2 separate regions of the Mus musculus genome follow, and region 2 is linked to region 1. Evidence: chromatin contacts called from public HiChIP or PLAC-seq data. All regions are on one chromosome and are shown on one strand. Each heading gives the region's core, a stretch centred on a gene start, on an enhancer-like site or on the middle of the called end of the contact. The rest is flanking DNA. Distances are from core to core; before and after follow the strand shown. Region 1 overlaps Zmiz1 (zinc finger, MIZ-type containing 1). Region 2 overlaps Zmiz1 (zinc finger, MIZ-type containing 1).

The links. HiChIP or PLAC-seq counts read pairs in DNA pulled down with a chosen protein or histone mark.
Region 2: a contact with region 1 is called in an H3K27ac HiChIP or PLAC-seq map of microglia, with 4 times the contacts expected there. The contact joins two enhancer-like sites. A contact is called at or near these places in 4 of 115 datasets of contacts at active chromatin or transcription factors (embryonic stem cells and microglia) and 2 of 9 other capture datasets (adipose tissue and liver).

Annotation. Positions count from the first base shown.
Region 1 is chr14:25,483,700-25,489,632 of GRCm38.p6, reverse strand. All of the region lies in intron 1 of Zmiz1 (zinc finger, MIZ-type containing 1), which reads right to left. Among named protein-coding and RNA genes, the nearest start is that of Zmiz1, 27 kb to the right of the region's middle. Within about 2 kb of position 1,457, at least 173 of the 459 cell types and tissues checked have an H3K27ac peak or open chromatin away from gene starts, as enhancers often do. A contact at or near this core is called in microglia, where this site is marked.
Region 2 is chr14:25,660,488-25,666,824 of GRCm38.p6, reverse strand. Zmiz1 (zinc finger, MIZ-type containing 1) reads right to left here. Exons shown (of 24, transcript NM_001310666.1): 23 at 5,304-5,558; 24 at 82-3,885. The coding sequence ends at 3,778. It overlaps Gm52102 (a long non-coding RNA gene), which reads left to right and starts at 5,558. Exons shown (of 4, transcript XR_003951090.1): 1 at 5,558-6,337. Within about 2 kb of position 2,239, at least 22 of the 459 cell types and tissues checked have an H3K27ac peak or open chromatin away from gene starts, as enhancers often do. A contact at or near this core is called in microglia, where this site is marked.

The DNA.
Region 1 (5,933 bases), core at 208-2,707:
GCCAGGAGAAAGGGTACATTGTTCCATGCCTGTGGCACGCACCTTCTGCGCATGCCAACTTTACTCTCCCAGGTAGGGTTCCTAACCCTCTGTACCAAGGCTGCAGACTCCACCCACTGCACACAGCTCCACCCAGCACAGGCAAGCTACAGGTCAAGCTTTGGAGAGCCACGGTTCCAGATGAACAGAAACGAAGCCCAGGTCAGTCCCACCCACACTGCCCCAGGAGGTTGGCAGAGTGCCCCAGGGTTTGATCTGTAAAGCCTCTCTCTGCTTGGATGTCAACAGACATGGCCAACTAGTGATCTGCTATGACACCGCCCTTTCACTCTCTGCTTTCCCTTATCCAGTTTCCCCTCTTTCTCCACCATTTCTACTGGATCATCTGATGTCCACCCCTCAGGTGCCCAGGCCCAAGATCCATAGGTAGGACCTGGAAACCAATCAACTGTCCTTGGCTCTGAGGCTGCCCCCAGACAAGTTACTTAGCACCTGACAGACCCTCATATCATGTGCTCACAAGCCCACCGTTCCTTCCACCAGTATAACCTGTCCTGTTTGTCACCTCCCCCCTGTGTACGTCTGGTCTCTGCTCACCCACCTCATCTTATAAACTCTCCCTGCCCCAGGGCCTTTGCACTTGTCTTTCCTTCTCAAATTCCATGCCCACACTGTGACCAGCTCCACTGTTTCCCAAGAGGTTCTTCCCTGTGGTAGCCTTATCTACACACACACAGTCCCTTCTGCAACAACAGTCAATGTCATTCCTATACTGCACACTGCAAAAGCTAACTGTTTCTGTATGTATTTATTCTGCCCTCCATGGTCCCACCCCATCTCTGCCCAAGAACAACAGCCCTTGAAGCTAGGCTCCTAGTCAGGCTGGTCTCTGTGGTCATGTCCAGTGGCTGGCACAAAATGGGAGAGCTCGGGATTTGCTGAAGGAAAAGTTGAAGAAACATTTGAGAGGTTTCCTACTCCCTAGATGACGATGCTAAGGACTGGGAACAGCCTCCCCTTTCTGAGAGTCTATGAGGCAGAGGCAGAACCCCGGCTTCCTGAGGCCCAGTCAGACCAGAGGGGTACTCAGCACCACAGAAAAAACACAGAACATAGATGGCTCCCACATCTCCCTTGAGACTTGACTGCCACTTTGCCTACTACATCCTGTCCTTGAAGCCAAGCTGGCCTCCACATGGGCCTGACTGCATTCTGGCCATCCTTCCGAGGACCCCTGCCTGAGCCAGCCCAGTTTCCTTCCTCCTCATGCCCAGCAACTCCCAGCCCTGCCTTGAGATGGCGGGGAGAGTCAGGGCCAGGAGAGGCCTGTTGTCCTGGGGTGAAGCAGGATGAGGTGGCCAAGCCAAATTCAGGTCACATTGCTACACTCACAGCCCTGTGAGGGCTAAAAATAGCCATGTTTATGCTTGCAGAGCTGAGAGGCTGCTTCTCAGTCAGCGGGCTCAGGGACTTTACTGCCATCCCAGGAGACCTGGTCCAAGCCAGGCTTTGGCCAGGCCTTCCTGGGTCGGTCGCTGCCTCTGTTTTTTGGTAGGGTGAAGACAAGCTGAGAAGGCACAGGACCCTGCATGTGTGTTTAGAGGGAAGTGTGTTTGAGGGATAGAGGAGTTGGCCAGATCTTAGTCCGACCAGTTTATCCCAAAGCCTCCAGGATCGCAGTGGCGTGGGGCTCTATTTGCCGTGTGGCTGGGGCAGGTCACTAGCTTGCCCTGGCCCTTGGTTATCTATTGTGCCAACTGCCAGTGGGGGATAGACATTTGTTCTTCACAGAGCATGCTCAGTAAGGAGGGCCAGCTACCCATAGCACCATGGGCATGTTGGCAGCAGGGAGCTAGGTGAGAAATGAGGCCACCTCGGGCCCCACAGCAGTCCTCATGCCAGATGATGGCACACCTGCCAGGACAGCTGTCACCTGACCCTGTGCCTCCCTCTCTCTTTGACCTGGTTTACCCTGGACTTTAACATCCCAGAGGCAGGTGGTAGACCCTAGCTAGAGAGAACCCTGTATGCACAGTTGCTGTCCTCTCTGACCTGCAGTTCCATCAATCTGGCTACACCACGCAAAAACACACAGACGGGTTGCTGTCACACAGGCACTGACCTTCCCGGAGTAGACACAGAAGCTGGGATCTTCCGCCCAGGAGGCCTGGCTAAGTCCCTACTTGTAGAGGCGTACCCCCCTGTTGATCCCTTCCCTGGTGCCTGTGCCTTAGCTTGCCTTTCCTGGTGCAGGTCCTTCCACGTCCCTCCCCCTTCCTTTCTGGCCCAGGAATCACCCCTACTTCCCACTTTCCCATCAGAGTGAGCTCAGCTCCCTGATGGTACTGGCTTCCCCTCTCCATTAGACAGACAGTAGCTCCCTTGGGCTGAGACCTTTCCCTCCTCAACCCAACCGCACAGGACGGCATGTGTGAGTCTATGCTGAATCACCCCCAGGGAAAGAGCCTGCTTCTCCTTTCTCTTTGCCCCAGCCAAGTGTATACCCTGCCCTCACAGCCCCCTCCCAGGATCCCTCTAGAGTCTTCTACACACAGTGGGCTCTGGCTCTGGCCCTCCCTGCGGTGGCTCCTGTCCTGGAGGCAGACTGCTCCTCAGACCTGTAGCTCTCTACCGACTTCCAAGGCACCTGTCCATCTATGCTGAGAGTGGCTAAGCATCTGGCTAAGAAGCCCCGGAATCTGTGTGCTGGGCTGCAGCTGCTATACCTCTCATACCACAGCAGGGTTCTGGGGACTGTAAGAATAGCCCTCTGATAGCCACTGCATGGATTGCTTTGTGACTAGGATCTGGGAGGCATCACTCCTTACCTGAGTCCTCGGAGGCAGGGCGGCTGTTTAAGGCCTCCATGATGTATATTTAGGCCCTAGGTAGTTCTGCGGATGTAAAGCTGATGTCCTCTCTAGACCCTTTCTGCTGAAAACAGGGCATCCTTCTGGGTGTAGCTCAAAGGCCTTCTCCTCTAGGAAGCCCTCCCTGACTGCTCTATCCTAACAGGCTGACTGCAGCCTGCTCCTTTAGCAGGGCTCATGAGATGCCCATGTTGTGGAAAGCTCCTGGTCTGTCTTGTTCCCAGTGAGTCGCTGAGCTTTTAGGCTGGGCCATTCCTCCAAGGCCTGGCACATGTCACAGCAGCAGTTGGGGCCAGCTGTGGTAGGATCAACCCAGTGGGCTATTCCAGTGAATCCATATCTTTCCCCCTTGGGAGTAAGAGGAAGTCAGGTGACCCCTACAATACACCTTCCAGAATGCCCCCTTCTCCCAGCCACTGGTCCCCAGCCCCAGCACAGTGAACTCCTCCCTAGACCTTGTCAGGTCTCAGCAGGTCAGTGATGCTATGGCTGTGGCAGAGGCATCCCTTAGCCCAGGTCTCCCTGCAGCCGAGGAGCCTTTACACTCTGTTTTCTAGACACTGAGCCTACTGGGACCTGCTCCTAACGCTGCACGTGCTATGATAGGAAGAGCTGAGCCCTGCACTGCTGTTTGGTTTCTGTTTGGCTCACCTGTCTGGAACCCCATGCTTTCTCCATCCAAACCCCAGGAGCCCCAGCAAGTTCCTGATGGATTCTGATGAAGTCACACTCTGGCTCCTTGATCTCAAAATTTCTCCAGCGTCCTTGAGAGCCTTGAACCCCCTTATGGTTTTCTCTCACAATTAATCACCTTGCTGGTGACATTGACCTTGAGGGTCAGACCTCTGAAGAGAATTGAGATCTCATTCCCCTCCCCCCACTGTCTGTCTCTGTCTGTCTCTGTCTCTGTCTCTGTCTCTCTCTCTGTATGTGTGTGTGTGTGTGTGTGTGTGTGTGGTGTTCCTCATAAACACTCCAGCCCCAGCAGGTTCCTCAAATCTCCAGGTTTTGAGGGTCACTAAAGCTCAAATCCCAGCTGTGTCTGACCCGATGGATGAACTTGCATATCCTACATATATTCATTTGTGTTCAGTCACAGAAACCTTCAAGGTATGCGCTGTTTCCATTCCTATCCCCATTAGACAAAGGAAGGAACCTGAACACAGTTGCTAGGTTTGGATCTGGGACCCAGAAACCTCGCTCCAGAACGTACACAGCAACCTTCACATTATACTGCCTCTGAAAGTCAATTACCCCTTACCCACACATCGAGGCTTAGCCTGGTCTTCACTCCCCCATAAACTTCTGGGTTTATCTGCAGTCCCAAACCTGGGTCCACACAGATTTTCCTCTCTAACTGTCCCTACTTCTAGTTCACCCATTCAGCCCCTTTTAACGCTGATCCCTAAGCTCAAACTTTCACCTCTGGCTTTCTTCTGGGAATCTGAGTCTCTCTAGGCCAGTGGTTCTCAACCTGTGTGTGTTGACCCATCCGGGGACTGAATGACTCTCTCACAGGGGTCAGCTGAGACCACCAGAAAACACAGGTATTTACATTATGATTTACAGCAGTAGCAAAATTGCAAATATGATGTAGCAGCAAGAATAATTTTATGGTTGGGGTCACAGGAAGGAACTGTATTAAAGGGTTGTAGCATTGGGTAGGTTGAGGAATACTGCTGTAGACAAACGCACTCAAAACTGACATGGTGGCTGAGTGACTCATGAGCCCAGTCCAGACGCTGCTGGTGCTACTGTCTGTGTTGGTCTGAGGGGATCTGAATAATAGGCCCCAAGGGAGAGCCTCTGAGGGATGTGGGGGACCCTGTAACAACCCCTCTTCCTCACACTACTGCGGGGGCACAGTCAGCATCCATACAGCCCATGGAGAGTGGCCATAGAGACCACATATGTAGCGTGCACAAAAGCCCAAAGTGACAGAAATTGATAAAAACTTCACGGTGCCACTGACACCCCATATATCAAAGGCCCCAAATCTCATTCTCTGCTTGCCTCCAATTTCTATCAGAGCTTGCCAGCTGCACATTTATTGAGAAGTTTGTGAGCTGACAGGCACTGTATTACCAACATTAATGATGCATCCGTCTCTAGAATTACTGGGGAAACAGTCCAGTTGATTTCATTATCATCCCCTGTTCTTCACATTTCATTCGACATAGCTCCCTACACAGGGCTGAACAAGGACCAAAGTCAATAAACAAAGGTGCAGGGCCGGGAGAACCCAAACTTACACACACACACACACACACACACACACACACACACACACACACACAGAGAGAGAGAGAGAGAGAGAGAGAGAGAGAGAGAGAGAGAGAGAGCAGTAGTTTTCCCCCCTCCCTCCATGACAGCTGAAGGTCCTCGGGCACAGCAGGTAGGATTCAGGAGGACAATGGATCAAGAGCCAAGGTCAAGCTCCCCATTCATGACTCAAAGAGGGAAGTGGCCTTCAGGAGGCATAAATAGACAGTGATGTCATCTCTATGTGCCCCTTGACTAGGGCAGGAAGTTAGCCCCGTGTACAACCTATAGTCATCTGTGGGCCACAACCCGGAACTGGATCCAAGCCTGTGACAGGCTCACCACTCTGCCAGCTCTCTCCAGGGACAGATGAGACTGAGATGTGCAAAGTGTTTGTCTCTGTCCTCTGCCCACATCCCCGGCCATGCAGGTCTCGTTTAGTTACCAGCCTTTGCCCACACTCCTAATCCCCATCGTCACCATCATATAGCTTGATCAAGCCCCTGCAACCCACCTCCCAGAGTTTCCCATCCAGTGCTTGTTTCTTTCTTGGCAGTGAACTAGGATTAAAGGTGCAGTTGAGCCTTTACCTATGCTTTCTCTCTGGCTCCCCACAGACAGGAATCTTAACTTTAGGGTCACCATCTTGTCCTTAGTGCCCAGCAGAGACTTGGCCTCAGCAGACCCCAAGCCCCTGTCCATCCCTGGATACAGTGATTTAGGATAAAGAAATTCTGGAAAAACATCAGTGGTTTCAGAGCTGAACCCCAGAGGTCAGAAGCTGGGTCATGCATTCTCATA
Region 2 (6,337 bases), core at 990-3,489, 180 kb before region 1:
TCTTAAAACAAAACAAAACACCAAAGGCCATTCCCTCAGACCAGTCCTTAACACCCATAAAACAGCTAACTCACCAGAACCTTCATTTTTTGTCCATTTATTTAGAAAAAAATTAACATGAGCAAATGAGATACCTCAGTGTTACAACAGAGTATAGAAATGTCTAGCAATAATCAAATAATTTGATCTTTAAATACAAAATAACCACATGAACACCTAATATACAGGTTTCATCTGAATACATATTTATTAGATAAATATTAGAGGTCACATCATCTAACTGCATACAGCTTTGCAAGACTAGAAATCACAATTAGTTTTTTTTTTCTGACCAGTCAAAAGTATGAAATGATTGCAGTGTACATACGATGTACAAAGACAAGGGCGGGTTCTGTGGACGTCACTTCAGGCTGCACGTGTGGGTGTGGATGTGTGTACGTGTGAATCACCTGTGATCATGATATCAAAAACTTATACAAAGTATATGAATTTGGTTACAATTTTCTTCTGAAATCCCCGTTTCTCTTCATTGTTTCCATAGCACCCTAAAAATACACAGGTGGCAGGGCCAGGACACAGAAGGTAAATAGTACATGTAGGTAAAAATAAAAACAAAAGGGAACAAAAACGCCTCTGCACACAGGGTCAGTATATTACAGGAGACAAGGACGGAGTCACGAAGGCTAACAAACGGGATCTAGTATTCCACGTAGAATGAAGGAGTTCCAAGCCTTTTGTTGTTTCTCTGTTTTGTAAAATAAAAACAATACACATTCCGGGAGAAATGAATGTATCTTGTTGACATGTCTATTTCTCATTTACATATGTACACACGGCCCTTGAGTCGCTGCTGCTCTCTGCCTCGTCTGGATTGGTCAGGCCCGAGGGCCCATGGGGAGCAGACCTGTAGCTCTCTGGGATTTAGGGCTTCCGTTAGGGAGAAAGTGTTAGGAATCTTTTAAAAAATAAAATGGCTACAGGATACGTGAGACATGAATAAAGCTTCAAACCAAGAAGATGAGGGTGATCGCCTGTGCGGGGGGCGGGGCCTTTCCCATCTGCGCATGCTCTCTCCCAGCCCAGCCGCTTAGCTGAGTGGCGGCTGGTACGTGCCTATGGGTGGGTTGCTCGTTGTGGTAAAGTGGCTTGCTGAGACCTCATTTCGGAGGTTACTATGGCTCCAAGTTGTTGTAAGAAAGGACTGAGGATCTTTCCAGAGCCTAGGCCTGCCTCTGTTTATGGATGTCACCTTTACCTGCGTCTGTCACTACCAAGGCATGGCTCCAGCCCCCGATGTCTTTGTAGCTCTCTCAAACCCTGGATCGGCTCCAACATTTCTCTGGAAGGAGACATTTCCGGAGTGTGGGCTTCAGGCTCTGTGGTGAACTTGCTGGTGGGCACTTGCCTGGGAGGGAGCCTTAGGAAATCAGCCTCAGGTGTAGCCTCGGGTGTGAACGGAGAGATGACCAGAGAGGCTGGGCTACTGGGAGTGTCTAGGCCTTTTGCACTGGAAAGCTGTGGAGAACCTGGGCATGCCTTGACAGGAACTAGCAGGGACCCCAGGCTGTTCTGGGGCACAGTATCACGGCAAGAAGCAGGAACTTGTGAGAAAGGCATTTGTCAGTCTGAAGCTGAACAATCCGTACAGTCCGACAGAGCACGGCCCTGTGCCGGGCCACCGACACTGGGTAGGGATAGCCACGGGGTACCTGGTGTAATGTCCCTACCAGCTGACTGAGAGTGGTTCTCAACAGTGGGTTGCCTGGTCTCTCAACTCGAGCACAGCCGCCTCTTCTGCTCCTCTCTCATCTGTACAAATAGCCCTGGTTGGTTTTTGTTTGTTTTTGTTGTTTGTTTTTGTTTTTTTAAAAAAGGACTCGGGTTTTGTCACTGAGTCAAGATATTTTAAAAACACCAGCAAAGGCTATAACCAGGTCATGAAAATGTTGAATATTATCAAAGACAATACTAAAATATTCACAAAGATATTTACAAAAGCGATTCTTAAAATAATTGATTTGCATACTGAACACACTGCTTGAAAAAACCTTAACAACAGGACAAAGGAAGAGGAGGGGTGGGGAGGTGGCAGCTTTCCTTGTGCCTTTTTTTTTTTTAGGGTGACAATAAGTCAACAGCTAGGGGTCACCTTTCTGGTTCAATCTATATTAAGAGTGCCAGGGAGCACAGAGGGAGGCTAATGACCGATGACAAATGAGGACGCTGGCAGTGGACAGGAGGCAGGAGAAGGCCTTGGGTGGCAGCATCGGAGAAGGGAGCAAAGAATTTACAGATGGGACTCATGTGAGCGGACAACCTGGCATCACCACAGGCATCACCGTAGGCCATGAGGCTCAGGGGGACACAGACCAGCCTGGCACAAAGCAGGCGAGTGACAAGCCAGCAGGGGACTCTAAGCTGGATGGAGTGAAAAAGCAGAGGAGGGCCAGAGGCTGCACTTGCTGGGTGAGCAGGAGTGTGGAGCGAGCTCTGGATGGAGGGAGAAATACAGGGAGTGACAGGCCATAAATGCCACAAAATGCCTGCCTGCTGAGATGCTCTGGTGCACCCAGCAAAGGTCTGGGCTGGAGACAGGCAGCTTTGAGCAGAGAACCTGCTGGACCAGACTGAGAGACTTGGAGATCCATGAAGGCCCTGCTGTGGAGTCGTTTCCCTGGGGGCCTATGCTGCTTCCCTACCATGTGCCCCTACAGCTGTCTGGGGAAAGGAGAACCCAGAGGGAAGTGGGTCCCATGGAATAGTCTCAGAGAAGGAAGTATGGGTAGGAGGAAGGAAAGAGAACATGGGGGGAAATGGCTTGCTTGCTGTCCAGATACAATGTTCCTTTCCTTCAGAGCTCCTTCTTCAGAGCTCCCCGCTGCGGGTCATTTAAAAGCAGGGATTGGCTTGGGGCAAAGCTGCAAGGCCCTGGCTGCTTCTGTGGGGCTCTGGCTGGCATCGTCCTCTGGCCTCTAACTAACGGAGGGCTCCCTTTGGTGTGGTGCACACACTCTCTGCTCCCCGCAAGGCATGGCCCTGGTCTGAGTTAAGGAGCCCTCCTCTGCATTGTCTTGGCTCTGGGGAAGGCCCTGACCTGTTTCCTGCCAGTCCCTACAAGGTGTGGCACTCTCTCTCAGACACGGCACTTTGTCCTTGTTCTGCTGAGAGAGTGTTTACAGGGCATCTTGGCTTAGAAGTCAGAGGCCAAAGCCACGACCCCCGGCCTTGAGGGATGGTCTCCTCCCCAGAGGGTTGTGCTTTTCTGTGGTGTGTGTGTGTGTGTGTGCGTGTCCTTCCTCACTGCTGCAAACTGTCACCACTCCTCCAAGGCTTGTCCACTACCCTGGCCTGGGGGCCGGAGCACAGGCTTCTTTCGGGTTCCAGTCATCTGAAGGAGGCTCTGGGCCAAGAGGCGGGGATAAGGTTTAAAAACATGGAAGAACTTTGGGACACTGGAAGGTCGGTTGTCTGGAGTCAGCACACATGGAGGGACCTACAGTCGCCATTGGCATGTCTCTTGCTGGGCCTGGATTCCCTCAGCTTGGGTTTGTCTTCCAGGGGCCGTCTTCAGGCTTGCTCTAGGCATAGATCCCAGAGCATTCAGGCAAACAGGACTGGAGACCCACATGGCTTTCCCTGCCTAGTGTGCTCTGCTCAGCTCTCAGCCTGAGGTCCTGGTGTGGGAGGCCTGAGCATGGGCTCCTGGGAGGAATAGGATGTGGGACAGATGGGGTAGGAGGCAGAGTGGGGAGGGATGGCCCCAGTGGAGAGTGGCCTTCAGTTGTTCTCAAAGAGAGACAGGAGGTCATCGTTGCTATTGCTTGGAAGGTCGGGGGGGTCCAGGTAGGAAAGAAGCTCATCCGGGTTTGTGAGTTCCGGCAGTAGCTAGAAAAGAAGAAGCCTCGTTGAGGTGTCTGAGGCTGCTCCAGGAGGAGTGAGGGCTCTCTCTGGCCTTCTCACTCCCTTCCGCTTGCCTCCTGGAGTTCTACCTCAAAGACAGAAAACTTAACAGTGTCAAGTATGGGCCTGCCGGCTGTCCCCAAGACCACTGCATCTCAGCTGGGGGCAGGCATACCCACACTCAACAAATGCCAAGGCCGGGGAGACCCACTGGGCTGACCCCTCCTCTCAATGTCAGCCCCATGGCAGATCAAGGGCTGGATTCCTTTTGATTGCTCCTCTGTCCTCTCAGACCCTGCCAAGAGCATCTTTGGGTCACACAGCCTGCTGGTATAAGCCCTCGGTTTTCATCCATGACCACAAGGCAGGCCGTGGGAAGACCAGATGGTCCCCACAGTGCCCGAGACTACTCTCCTGTAATCTTAAGTGAACTAGTGGCTGGCCATACTGTCCTGTCCCTGTGCTCCCCTGTCCCCACTCCCCGTGTGACACCCTTGAAGTATGTATGTCACACAGGGGCAGAGGAGCTCCTGAATCTAGAAGCATCCCTCAGTCTGGCTAAGGAAGGAGAGTTGGGTGAGAAACCAAGACATCTGCAAACTTTAGACAGCACTGCAGTTCTCCCTGCCAAGAGCTCTTTGATGCCACCGTGGTGGGTGTTGATAGCAGGGCCAGGAGTTCAGTACCTAGGGATGGGGGCTGGCTACAGCTTCCAGCCCCTGGCGGGGGTAGGAGAGGAAAGTGTCCAGTCCCAATCTTTCTGTGATGCCCACCACCCCGCCTTCTATACTCCTGAGGTCTTGGAATGGGAGATGCTTGAGTCTCAGCTGCCTAGTTTGACCCTGTCTCCCTCGAGTCATGTCCTCCCCACATCATCTTCTGTCATCCGACATGGAGACTTCTTGGAGTGAGCAATGGAGCAAGCGGAAGCAGGGAATGGAGACACACGGACAGGGAAACCGCAAGCAGACAAGACCAGCAAGACGATGGTGGGTGGGGTGTCATTCTTAGCTCTTCCCCTGCCCAGGCCAGAAGGTAGATACAGAAATAGCAAGCTTGACATGGGGGTGTGAGGGAGGGGATGGGAAGAAGGGCAAGGACCCTCTTGCACTATCTCCAAGGCTCTGACTGGAGGGATTGGTCAAGGGCTTACGTAGAAGGTGGGTAGGACTGAGGAACAGGGCTATCGGGCCAAAGGGCTGATGGGTAGGGGTGGGGCTTGCATGACACACCCCCATATGGGGCTTCCTAGTGCTAGAGTCAGGGGAGACTGGCTGGGGCCCATCCACCACCCACCCACCTTTCCACCCGGGGCCTTGAGCCCTTAAGTACCCCCCTTCTTTTGGGAAGGTCACGGTGCCGAGCCTGGCCCCAGACCAAGGTGTGTGGTGACCCCAACTTACATCCAGTGAAGGTTCCGGCATGTCGGATGCTCCCTGTGCTCCGGCCTGACCCTCTAAGGCTGAGGAGGGGTTAAAGGTCAGGTCGCTGTGTGGATGGTTGCCGGGAGCGGCCTGTGGTGGCTGCCGGGGAGGCTGGGAAGGAGGAGGAGCCCCACTGTGATGTAATGGAGGCCCTGCCTGGCTGCTGGGGTGTGGTACGTGCAAACCTTGTTGTATGGAGGGATGGGGCTGGTCAGAACTGCCAGCGTGGGGCATCTGTGGAGGAGGAGAGAGCAGGAGAAAAGAGAGGTGAGGTGACGGAGGCACAACGACGGGATGCCTGGAGAAAATGAAAACCGAACAAACCAGGAAGTAACGGACCCCAAAACGAGGGCACCCCTCAACAGAGAACAATGATCCGCCGTTGAGGGACGGGGTAGAAAAAAAACAAACAAATCGTCCTCTCCAGAAACCAACAACCAGGAAGGCTGTGAAGGGACAAGTGGAGAAGGCCTTCACAAAGCCTAGGAAGGGCCTCGAGCCAGCACAGGCCAGAGAGCCTCCCACCCCCACACTGTCACAACAAACAACAGCGAGGCCAGAATGGACAAGCAAATGGACGTGTTTCTGGGAAGCGGTAGCTGCTGGCAGCGTGGTGCAGGGCCCTCCCCCGAGGACCAGGGCAGTGCAGAGCAGGCGTGGACACAGCACGGGCAGGCGTGCAGCTCCCCCTGGCTGGCAGTAAAGAGGAGACAGGTGCTCAGCCCGCTTCCCTCTGGGATGAAACTCATCTGCAGTCAAAATGGCGGACCAGGGAGAAAACCTGGCTGGCCAGGGGCATTTCAGGGTACTGCCTTCTCCTTGATTAGAAATGGGCTTCATGGTGGGGGTGGCAAGGAACATGGAGGGACAACTCTAAAGGTTAGCTAGGGAATTCCATCCTTTTAACTTACTCCATGCTGTTGTGGGTAGGTGGGTGTAAGGGGATCTTATGTAAGTATGTGCCTGGTGAATGCTGTTTGCTGGTCTCAGCAGACCCTTCAAAGCAGAAAGCC